Regions from separate parts of the Mus musculus genome. Here all the other regions are linked to region 2. The links are chromatin contacts, called in public HiChIP or PLAC-seq and promoter capture Hi-C maps. All regions are on one chromosome and are shown on one strand. The core of a region is the stretch at or near the end of the contact, and the rest is flanking DNA. Distances in the headings are between cores, read along the strand shown. Region 1 overlaps Rhoj (ras homolog family member J). Region 2 holds the start of Prkch (protein kinase C, eta). Region 3 holds the start of Kcnh5 (potassium voltage-gated channel, subfamily H (eag-related), member 5).

Region 1 (3,475 bases), core at 776-3,275, 1.8 Mb after region 2:
TACTTTCTAAGTAACTAACCCTGCAAAATGTATGCCCATAAGCAGTTAGTCTCCTTCTCCAAACTAGTCAAGAGTAACATTAACTACATATTACTCTTTAGAGAGAGAGAGAGAGAGATGGGTGGGTGGATAGGTAGATAATCGGATTTCTCTTATTAAAACTTGTTTAAAGGTCCCAAATGGCATATGACACCTTCTCTGGAAGTGGATTGGCTGTGGGGTTTTATGGGTACAATGCATAAGGACACCACGCAAATGTTTGACCCTTCCTACTTCTGACACAGTCCTGTAAGTCATCTAGGGAGACGTTGGCACCCTAAGCTTCTTAGAGATGAGGAGATGCCCCCTGGGAGATGAGCACCTGAATCACAAACACAGTTGAATCCAGCTGTTTGAGCGCCAGCACCTGGGCACCCAGACCTCATCCTCGCTGTCTTCTCCAGCCATGTGTGTGGCCCCTGGGAAAATGAGTGGATCTTCGGCTTCTCCTCCAACGTCCAACCTCAGATGCTCTCACTAACGTACATGTTAGTGTGTGTAACTGTATGTGGCTCCTGGCAGAAGAGCCCACTGTTTCTGGAGTAGCCTGCTCTCTGTGTTCCTTCCTTGCCTCTGGGACTGCCCCTGCCTTCATCTGATGACTTCCTAGCCTCGCTCCGAGCTTGGAAAGCTGCTTTTCGGTTGTTTGTTTGCTTGTTTGTTTGTTTCTGTTTTGTTTTGTTTCCCCTGTGATAATGAGTCACCCCAAAAGCCTCCGGTTTCATTTCAGCTTTATTTTAAGAACAGTGGCAGGGCTCATCGCTTGATTACCTTTTGACAGCCTCTCCTAGCAACTGCTCTCTGGTTTACAATCATGTTGAGCATATGAAAGCCAATTGAGAAGACCAAGTGAGATTGTTTTGTTTTGTTTTTTTAACTGGTTTTGTGACGACTCACGTAATTACAGAGACGTTTTTAGGTTCTCAGTCTTTGGCTCCTCTGTCAGATACTTCATTATAATAGCTAGCATCTATGTAGTGATGCTCTGGTCCTGGGCGTGGCACAGGCTTCCCCATAGTTAATCCTTGAAGCACCTTCTGCAGTGTGTGCATAATTGTTCAAACTCTCCTAGACAGAAATGAGGTTTAGAGAGGTGAGTGGCAGAGAGAGGGTCTGAGTTGATGCTCTGGCCACAGTGTTCTCTGCCTCCTTCCTAGAGTCTGCAAACAAATTCTTCAGTCTGGGACTCCTTTTGCAAAGACTTCTAGGAACAGTAGAGCAGAGTGGTTCCCTCCCCTGGTTTGAGAGATGGATGCACCTTGTCTCCCCAAGTTCTTTGGGCCTGTTGGCACAAGTCTTACTTCCTTGGATTCCTGTGGCACCACCATGAACTAACATACCAAAAGTTCCGGCTCTGCAGGCTATCCCTGTTGGCCTGTTTGCCCTCAGGCTTGCCTGCAGCTGGGAAGACATTTGCCTCTGTTCCTTCTAGCCACTGTTTTGTTTTTTTGTTTGTTTGTTTGTTTGGGTTTTCAGAACATTCTCATGTAGCCCAAGCTGGCCTTGAACTCTACATATGTCTAAGGATAACCTTGATCCTTTTGCCTCTACCTCTTGCTGGTATCAGCACATCTGATTTTATACAGAGCTGAGACTCAAAGTCTAGGCTTTGTCCGTTGCAGGCAAGAGTGCGGCCAGCCTGGCTCCAGTCCCCAACCCTTCTAGATACTACTGTGCTTCTTCAGTGCACCCCACCCCAGTCAAAGGAAGAGGAAAGTATTAGCTTGCTGTTTCTCTTGATTTGGCCTGTTACAAGTTGGCTTGTTTTCATTTCTTCCCATCAGATTTTGTATGCTGTGTACCGCTGTGGCATATCTCCCAGTCCTGGGAACAATGCACCCTAAGTGTTGTAAGAAACTAACAGAAAGGTGTTCTGTCTGCAGCCTCAATCTCTCCTTTGTTTTGTCTTACTTCCTTGAAAGGTGTCAGTTTGGTCAAGCCTGCTGCAGATTGCACACATGTGTGCCTAACTGAGGAGTCTCTGAGCTTTTGCAGATGGGTCCTAAATACTTAGCTGAGTAAGTCATTTGACTCCGAGGACCCGGGAAGGGCACCACTGTAAACAATAAAGGCTGTGTTTCCTTGACATAATTTTCCTTTTCAATCTTTGGTGACCCTAATGAATTTTTTTTGAGCATTCTTTTTAACATGACTGTGCCCTTTCCCTGAACCAGGACAAACTCTCCTCTCTGACCCCCTGAGCACGTAGAGCTTGACAAAACAATCGCCTCAGAACTGGGCTCTGTGTGTCTCTCACACGGAACATCCCAAATCACACCCAAGATCCGTTGGCTACTTTTCCTGGAACGATCAGCACACCCAAATGTTATGTTAACCTCCTCACACAACAATGCCTTTATGGACTGTCTCGTTATCTTTCCCCTTGTCAGAATTGGAAGAGACAAGTTTGGGCTCCTCCTGCCTCATTCAGAGGCCCGGGCTGGCAGGCTGACAGGCTAATATGCTAAAGCACTGTGGGTTGGCAGCACTGTGGGGAGGGAGGCAGCAAGTCCCCACTCATCTCTCAGGGTCCCAGAGTGAATGAACAGGAGTCAGCCAAACTCCTGGAATTTTCAGAATCCATCTGGAGCTTTGGAATTATTCGTGAGAAGTTTGTCCAAAGGCAATAGCCTACCGCACTTTCTAAGGCTTTCTCCCCCACTCTGCATAACGGACAGAGCCATCACACTACAAGCAAGCATTACAAGCAAGCACATTCATTTACTTGCTGTGCTTTTTATATGTGTGCGTGTCAACTTCCAAAGGCAGCAGGTGACATCTCATGTCATTGTTAGGGAAAAAAAATTCCCCACCCCCCTTTTCTTCTCTCTCATATCCTGTTTTTAATAAGTTTTTGACGTTTTCTCCAAATCTAAAGGCCAAACCATTGTCAAAACAAAGTCCATAAAGTAGATTTTCATCATGCACGGATGGCTTCAATTCCTGGCCTTTGATATTTCCCATTGACTTATAAAATAGCCATTCTTGTCAGAAAAGAACACTTACCAAAAAAGGACTTGCTGTCTGTAGGAAGAATTTTGAAATAAATTTCAGGATGTGATCAAAACAATTTCATTCGATACTGAGTCTTTATATATGTGGCCTTTCAACAATCCCATTTCGGGGACTGTTAGCTCAGCCAACTTGTTGCTGGGCTGGGTATAAAGGTCATAGAATAAGAAAAACAATGCACCTCAAGGGATGGGAAGAGGGCTTGTCATGTAAGAGTACCTGTTCTACAAACATAAGGTCCTGGGTTCAAATCCTCAGCACCCACAAAGAAGCCAGTAACCCTAGCATCAGAGTCGAGACAGGCAGATCCCAAGAGCTCACTAGCCAACCAGTGCAATCAAAGCTGCATGCTCCAGGTTTAGTGAGACCTTGCCTCAAGGGAACAGGACAGAGAGTGACGGAGCAGGATACTTGATATCCTCCT
Region 2 (3,316 bases), core at 13-2,512:
TCTCCATCTCATCCTATAGTGTGAAGCTGTTACTGGTGAGGTCTCAACTCCCTAATGAGAAACTGCCCAGAACCTTCTCAGCAAGCCAAACCATGTGCTAGAAAGGGGACAGACGACCAACCAGCCTGTTCAGTAAGAACGAGTATGGTGAGCGTCCTTAAGCGTCTTAAGAATGGCCTGGACTTTATAGGAGACATATTGGTTGCGGCTGGCCCTCAGGGAGCAAGCTTTATGGTAGAATGGATTAGACCAAAAGGTGTTCCTAGGAGACAAAACCTGTAGAAGTCACGAGATGGGTAAACTTAGGGTCTGCCCACTCTGACAATAACAACCTAGAGTGTTTGTTCCTAGAAGAGGCAGCTGAAAGCCACTGTGTGTCAGGGTGGCGCATGTGAACACTTTGCTGCCCTTATAATGCAGGACTAGGTGGACCAGCAAACCGCCTCTTGCGGAGGAAGGGACTTATTACATCTTGGCCTTGTCAGTCTCCAGCAGAACCAATCTTTCCTGCTCTTTGTGCAGTGACACACCTCTCCCAGGAAGGAGTACAGGATTTCCATCATTACCATTGCCCTATTAAAAAAATACGCAAACAAAACAACTAATTACTCTCTGCCGAAAAGGCACATAAACAGGATGAGTCTAAGCTGAACCTGGGATGACCCATTCCGGTAAAGATTAGGAAAGGGACCTCCCCTTCCCCACAGAACACCCGCCTCTGGCTAGGGCTCTGTCACCCTCCGGCAGGGTCTCCAGGCCACTACTTAGGGTGGGAGGTAGGAACTCCCTGCTGCTGATTTTCCGCATCCACCCGTCCTGCCAATTCTCTCCCCGGCTGTCTCCCACGCCTCAGGTGTTTGCTGGCGGTGGGCCTGGAATCCTTTCTTTTTGTCCAGCCCCTTAGGGCAGCCTCCAGCCCGAAACGCACCGCCAACCCGGCCACCGGGAGCAGGGATCCGCGAGCACTCAGGGCGGGAACCGCCCCTGGGGTGAGTGGGGAGTGCGGGCCCCCTTCACCGCGTAACCCCGGCACCCACCCCTCAAGGCGGTGCTGCCCGCGGTGCGCCACGCCCCCGGGGTCCGGAAGGCGTGGCAGCCCGCACCGGGCTTCTGAGAACTTGGAGCCCGGCGGCGCGCGGCTCTGGCCGGGATGCGGCTGCGGTTGCTGCTGCTGCTGCTGCTTCCTGGTTCTCAGCTCACCGAGTGGGGGAGAGCGTGAGCCCGCGGAGGCGGGGGCAGGAGGAACGGGCGGAGGCGGGGGCAGAGACGCCAAAGCTGGAGCTAGCCGGACGGGTCGCTCCTGCTCTCCGGGGAGACTATCTGGCCGGCCCCGGAGAAGGGGCGAGCCCCGCGCGCTCCAGAAGGACGATCGGGAGCCCAGCAGCCCGCCGAGGGCTCGGAGCCCGGCTCCCCTCCTTTCCACCTCAGGAGAAAGGGCGGGAGGGAAGGAGGGGAGGGGAAGATCCCTCCGAGGAGGCGGAATGGCCGGTCGCAGGGGGCTCGGGCGCTGCTTCTTCCCAGAGCTGCCTCCACGCCCGTGGCAGCGGAGAGGACTGCCCTGAGCCCGGGCTCCGGGTTCCCCAGTGCCAGCCAGCGCGGCCCCCTCGGGGCTCCGGCAGCAGCGCCGGCATGTCGTCCGGCACGATGAAGTTCAATGGCTATCTGAGGGTCCGCATCGGAGAGGCTGTAGGGCTGCAGCCCACCCGCTGGTCCCTGCGGCACTCGCTCTTCAAAAAGGGCCACCAGCTGCTGGACCCCTACCTGACGGTGAGCGTAGACCAGGTACGCGTGGGCCAGACCAGCACAAAGCAGAAGACCAACAAACCCACCTACAACGAGGAGTTCTGCGCCAATGTCACCGACGGCGGCCACCTGGAGCTAGCCGTCTTCCACGAGACGCCCCTGGGTTATGACCACTTTGTGGCCAACTGCACGCTGCAGTTCCAGGAGCTGTTGCGCACGGCTGGTACCTCGGACACCTTCGAGGGCTGGGTAAGTAGCGATCGCCTCACTCCTCCATGTCTGCTGGACCTTCCCTCCTTTTAATTTTCGAAACTCGTCAGAGTCCCGCTCCCTCATCGCCCTGCAGGGGAAGGAATTCCCTCTAGACTTCGGTCCTTTCCCAGGTGGCCTGCACTGTTGACGCGACAGCCGTGGGTGTATGCGGGCGCAGGTGGGACTCTGGGAATCCGTCCTCTTTGTGGACCTGGACTTTGCACTTAGGGGAAGCCCAATAGTGATACAGAGTTCCATCCCCCTCCTCCCGGGGTAGGGGGTTTGGGAATCACAACTCTCATATAAAGAAAAGCAGAGAAAGGGCGATATGAAAGGGATATGGTTTGAATCAAGTGCTTCAAACACTTCTTAGGAGAAAGCCATACATTCTCGCGAGTATTATTCATAGTGTTTATGGATGCATGTTGGTTCAGCCACACAGACGTGCACACGTGTTTCAGCATGCACATCCATTACATCCCAGAGGTACAAAAGCTACACTGGCAGGGATCAGAGTGAGTGCATGGCTTTGCACCCTGGCAGAGTTTTGTTTAGCTTTTCCCTTGGGGATTGGGGGCGAGGGTGGAGGCGGGAGTGGTGGGGTGAGAGGTTTAAAACTTCTCTGTTTGCTCTTAAGTTCAGTCAGCCTGGGTGTATGGGTGCTTCCAAACTATTCCTCTGAGAAGAGGTGGCCAAGACACCTTAGGTTTGGGTCTCCTCCCTCTGCGTTGACCTTTAGCTGCCCGCAACTTCTTATATGCTGCTGCCATTCCCATAGTTCCCTGGAGATAGAATTTTTACTGTAAATTTCTCGAGTGCCTCACACAGCGCCAGAACGCCCATATGTCTTAATCCTCACGCTGTCTTTGTGATGCCGGGGTTATTGTGCTCACTCTGAGACACTGAAATGATAATTACAACGAAGTGGTCTGGCAAAGTGTAGTGTGTGGTAAAGACTCTAGAGTTTAATAATGGTCTCAGTTCTGGCAGGAGTGGGCTTGGAACCCGAGGTGAATCGCTATTCAGAATCTGTTTGAAATTCACAAGTGGCAGAACCAGATGGACAGTGACAAAGATTCATGGATATATGTATTTTATACTTTGAAGTGTTGTTAATTTCACCATATATTCTGAAATAGTACAGAAGGCTTGTAAAAATTCACCTTTTAAATAGAAATTAAAAAAAAAAAACCAAACCCATGACTCAAATTATGGGGTTAATTTCACCTTGGCCTTTCTTCTTCTTCTTCTTCTTCTTCTTCTTCTTCTTCTTCTTCTTCTTCTTCTTCTTCTTCTTCTTCTTCTTCTTCTTCTTCTTCTT
Region 3 (2,986 bases), core at 99-2,598, 1.6 Mb after region 2:
AAGGCAGGGTACTTTCAGTTGTGCACAGTGGGTCCAAAAGCCATCCTAGTGACTTAAATTTGATGAAGTGGCCACTTTCCCAGTCATTCCCAACTTAAAAGGAAAGCTTCCTCCAAAAACTGGCTCTAAGAATTTGGTCAGCGCTTGCAGCTTGTTTGGGGAGCGATGGGACAAGGAGCGATTCATCATCAAAGTGAAATTCAAAGCTATTTTGATGGACCTCCGCTCTACCCACCCCCTTTCCTAGCTCCTACTCTAAGGTCTGGACAGGTGGGAGGGGGTACATCTCTCTTAGGAAACAGATGCAACTTAAGTCCCTCCACCACCTCCTTCCCGGCCCCCACCCACCCTAAGCCACCAGGTACCACTGCCTACACCCCCTCCCCCCTTAGAAGAGGGATGGGATGGGCAGGACGGGGGCGCCGTGGGCGGGATGAAGGTAGGGAATGTTCTGAACTGCAACTCTCCTTACCACTGGAGCGCCTGACGATGTTCTCCAAAAATGTGTTCTGCGGAGCCACCAGCCCTCTCTTGCCCCCCGGCATCCTGGGTCTGGAAAGCAGCGGCCAGGATCCGCGGCGGGGGAGGGGGGGAAGCAGGAAGAAAAGGTGGAAGAAGAGGAGGAAAAGGTAGTGGAGATGGTGCTGAAAGAAAAGGGGGCGCGGCGGCGGCGGCGGGGTCCCCTGAGTGTGTCTCCAGCCCGACCCGGATGAGCAGCTCTGGGAAGGAGGACCAAGCAGTTCATGGTAGTAGCGCTCCCCCGGCCGCCGCTGCCCAGACTGTGGCGGTGCCGCACACGGGGCTGGGGAACTGCAGGCTCCGCCGGGCACAGTGCGCCTGCGCCGCCCCCGCTGTCGCTGTCCCGCCGGTGCTGATGCTGAGGCTGCTGCTGAAGATGCTGCCGGGGAGGCAGGAGCCCGGACGCGGGCTCAGCATTTCTCCCTCTGCCCCGCGCCCGGGCTCTGGGAGAGAGCGAGGAGCAACTCGACTTCCCTCTCCCCACCCCTAGCCCAGGCTAAGACCCCATTCCTTAGCTCTCTGCTCCCTTGGTCTCCTAGCCCACCCTTCTCACTCAGCTGTTTCACAGCTACCCAGGGCAGCCAAAGTTCTGTCCAGGCTTTGCGAGCGCCTAGTGGCTGCTCCTTTCTCCAGGAAGATCCAGACAAGTGCTCGCTGGCTGGTGCGGGCTGTTGTTCGCGAGGCAGGCACCAGAGAGGGAAATGGCAATCTCTGGGGAGAGCAGGTCACATCTCAGCTTCTCCTGCTGCCGCTGTCCGAAACCCCAGCAGCTCCGGAGGACTCGGGTCCTGGGGCTGAGATGCAAGAGGGCTCCTGCTCTAGCCCAGACTGTGCGCCGAGTAGGAAGTGACTGGGTGGCGCTCGGGGACGCGGAGCAGCCACCTGACGCTGCTACCGCCCCCCTCCGGGCTCTGGCGCCTGAAGCCTCCACACGGGAGCTTTCTACACCCTGAGAAACCCCACTATTTGGAGCAGAAGCCAGATGGAATATGAGAGCAGAGCTGGCACCCGGAATGGCCCTGCGCCCCAGGCTGGATTTGGCGCGCGAGGGGTGGGGAGGGAGGTTGGCTCTGACACAGCCTCTGGAGAGCTACCCCAGGGCTGCTAAGTACAGGAGAACAGGAAACCGGATCCCCCTACCCAAACTTGGAAAAAAGAAAAAAGAAAAATAAGAGTTCACTTAATGCTCGATGCTAGCAGTCCAAAGAGAGAGTCAACAATTCAGACAAGAGCGCGAGCAACCGGCAGCGCTTGCGTGGAAAAGTGGTACAAGCTGAGAGAATAAAGCTGCGCAAGGCTGGGGAGAGGCCGCCCTCCTCTACATTCAGGACCTGGACCGGAGTGGGACTGTTAAAAAGCGGTCTAAAAGCAGGGGGCAGCCACACGAAAGGGAAATTTCCACAAGTGAGAAAGGGACCGGAAGACATGAAAAGAAAGGGGGAGCCCAAAGAGCTTGGCAGCCCCTTCTTTTGTGAAAGGCGCTGTTTTTGCTCCAGGCTACAGCATTAGCATCCCCTAAGAAGTCTTGACATGCAAATTTGGGGGCCTTATCCCTAAGTAGGGGCGCTAAGAACTCTGAGGATGGAGTTTATCAATCTGTTGGTAATAAACCCTCTGCCTAAATATGATACCCAAGCCACAAGCGTAGGGCAACCCTAAACTTCCCTTTAGGAGACTCCACCTGGGCCTGTGGAGTCAAGAACCCTCTGGGAACAGAAAAGGCTCTGAGTTGGGGGAGAGGCAGGGGGCAAAGGGTAAAGGTTAGTTGAATGATACATCTTGGTTGCTGGGGTCAAGCTACCCAGGGCGAGGTAATCTTTGTGGAAATGATTGCCTGTCAAACAGAGGGCATCCTGAGAGTAAGAGCAGCAGCATCTACTTGCTACCTACGGGCCTGTGACAGTGAAATACTCCTCCATTCACTGGCCTTTAAAGTGCTCTCCCTAGCTCTCTGTCTCTCTGTCTGTCTCTGTCTCTGTCTGTCTCTTGCTCGCTCTATCTATCTATCTACCTACCTACCTACCTACCTACCTACCTACCTACCTACCTATCTATGTATCTATCTCTGGCAGAGAGTTAAATGTAAAGCCAGGATCCAGGTTTTACCCTACGGTAATTTTTCTTTCCTCCAAAATTTCCGCTCCCCACCCAGAGCCAGGGCAGCTGCACAAATTTGAAAGGTGGCCATGCCAAAAGTTAGCTCCATGGAGATTCCTTCTGAGGGAAAATGAAAACGGGTTGGGCCACAGGAATAACAAGGACTTCACAACCAGACCCATCACTACAACCCCAATTTTAAACACATACTTCATTTCCCCTTCTGCTGTGTCTTACATGACCTGTTCTAAAAGATCCCAGATTACTCAGCTGTTGGTGGAGTGCTGAATATACAGACATAATACTTGAAAATACAAGCATCTCTATGCAAGGTTTCTATCCTTGACTTGTAGCATGATAGGGCAATTCT

Evidence for each region. Promoter capture Hi-C pulls out the DNA fragments that hold promoters and counts their contacts. HiChIP or PLAC-seq counts read pairs in DNA pulled down with a chosen protein or histone mark.
Region 1: an H3K4me3 HiChIP or PLAC-seq map of embryonic limb bud shows a contact between it and region 2, with 9 times the contacts expected there. The contact joins the enhancer-like site here to the promoter of Prkch in region 2. A contact is called at or near these places in 4 of 39 promoter capture datasets (the 3T3-L1 cell line, hippocampal neurons and liver) and 3 of 115 datasets of contacts at active chromatin or transcription factors (embryonic forebrain, embryonic limb bud and stem cell-derived neural progenitor cells).
Region 3: a promoter capture Hi-C map of hippocampal neurons shows a contact between it and region 2, with 6 times the contacts expected there. The contact joins the promoter of Kcnh5 here to the promoter of Prkch in region 2. A contact is called at or near these places in 3 of 39 promoter capture datasets (the 3T3-L1 cell line, hippocampal neurons and liver) and 2 of 115 datasets of contacts at active chromatin or transcription factors (astrocytes and stem cell-derived neural progenitor cells).

Annotation. Positions count from the first base shown.
Region 1 is chr12:75,394,851-75,398,325 of GRCm38.p6, forward strand. The region is part of intron 4 of Rhoj (ras homolog family member J); the gene reads left to right. Among named protein-coding and RNA genes, the nearest start is that of Gm34613, 20 kb to the right of the region's middle. Within about 2 kb of position 2,026, at least 30 of the 459 cell types and tissues checked have an H3K27ac peak or open chromatin away from gene starts, as enhancers often do. A contact at or near this core is called in embryonic limb bud and stem cell-derived neural progenitor cells, where this site is marked.
Region 2 is chr12:73,583,534-73,586,849 of GRCm38.p6, forward strand. It overlaps Prkch (protein kinase C, eta), which reads left to right and starts at 1,263. Exons shown (of 14, transcript NM_008856.4): 1 at 1,263-1,992. The coding sequence starts at 1,630. LOC115488016 (collagen alpha-1(I) chain-like) reads left to right here and starts at 145. Exons shown (of 3, transcript XM_030247047.1): 1 at 145-234; 2 at 678-776; 3 at 897-1,602. The coding sequence starts at 145. The coding sequence ends at 1,562.
Region 3 is chr12:75,175,984-75,178,969 of GRCm38.p6, forward strand. It overlaps Kcnh5 (potassium voltage-gated channel, subfamily H (eag-related), member 5), which reads right to left and starts at 1,349. Exons shown (of 11, transcript NM_172805.3): 1 at 473-1,349. The coding sequence starts at 545.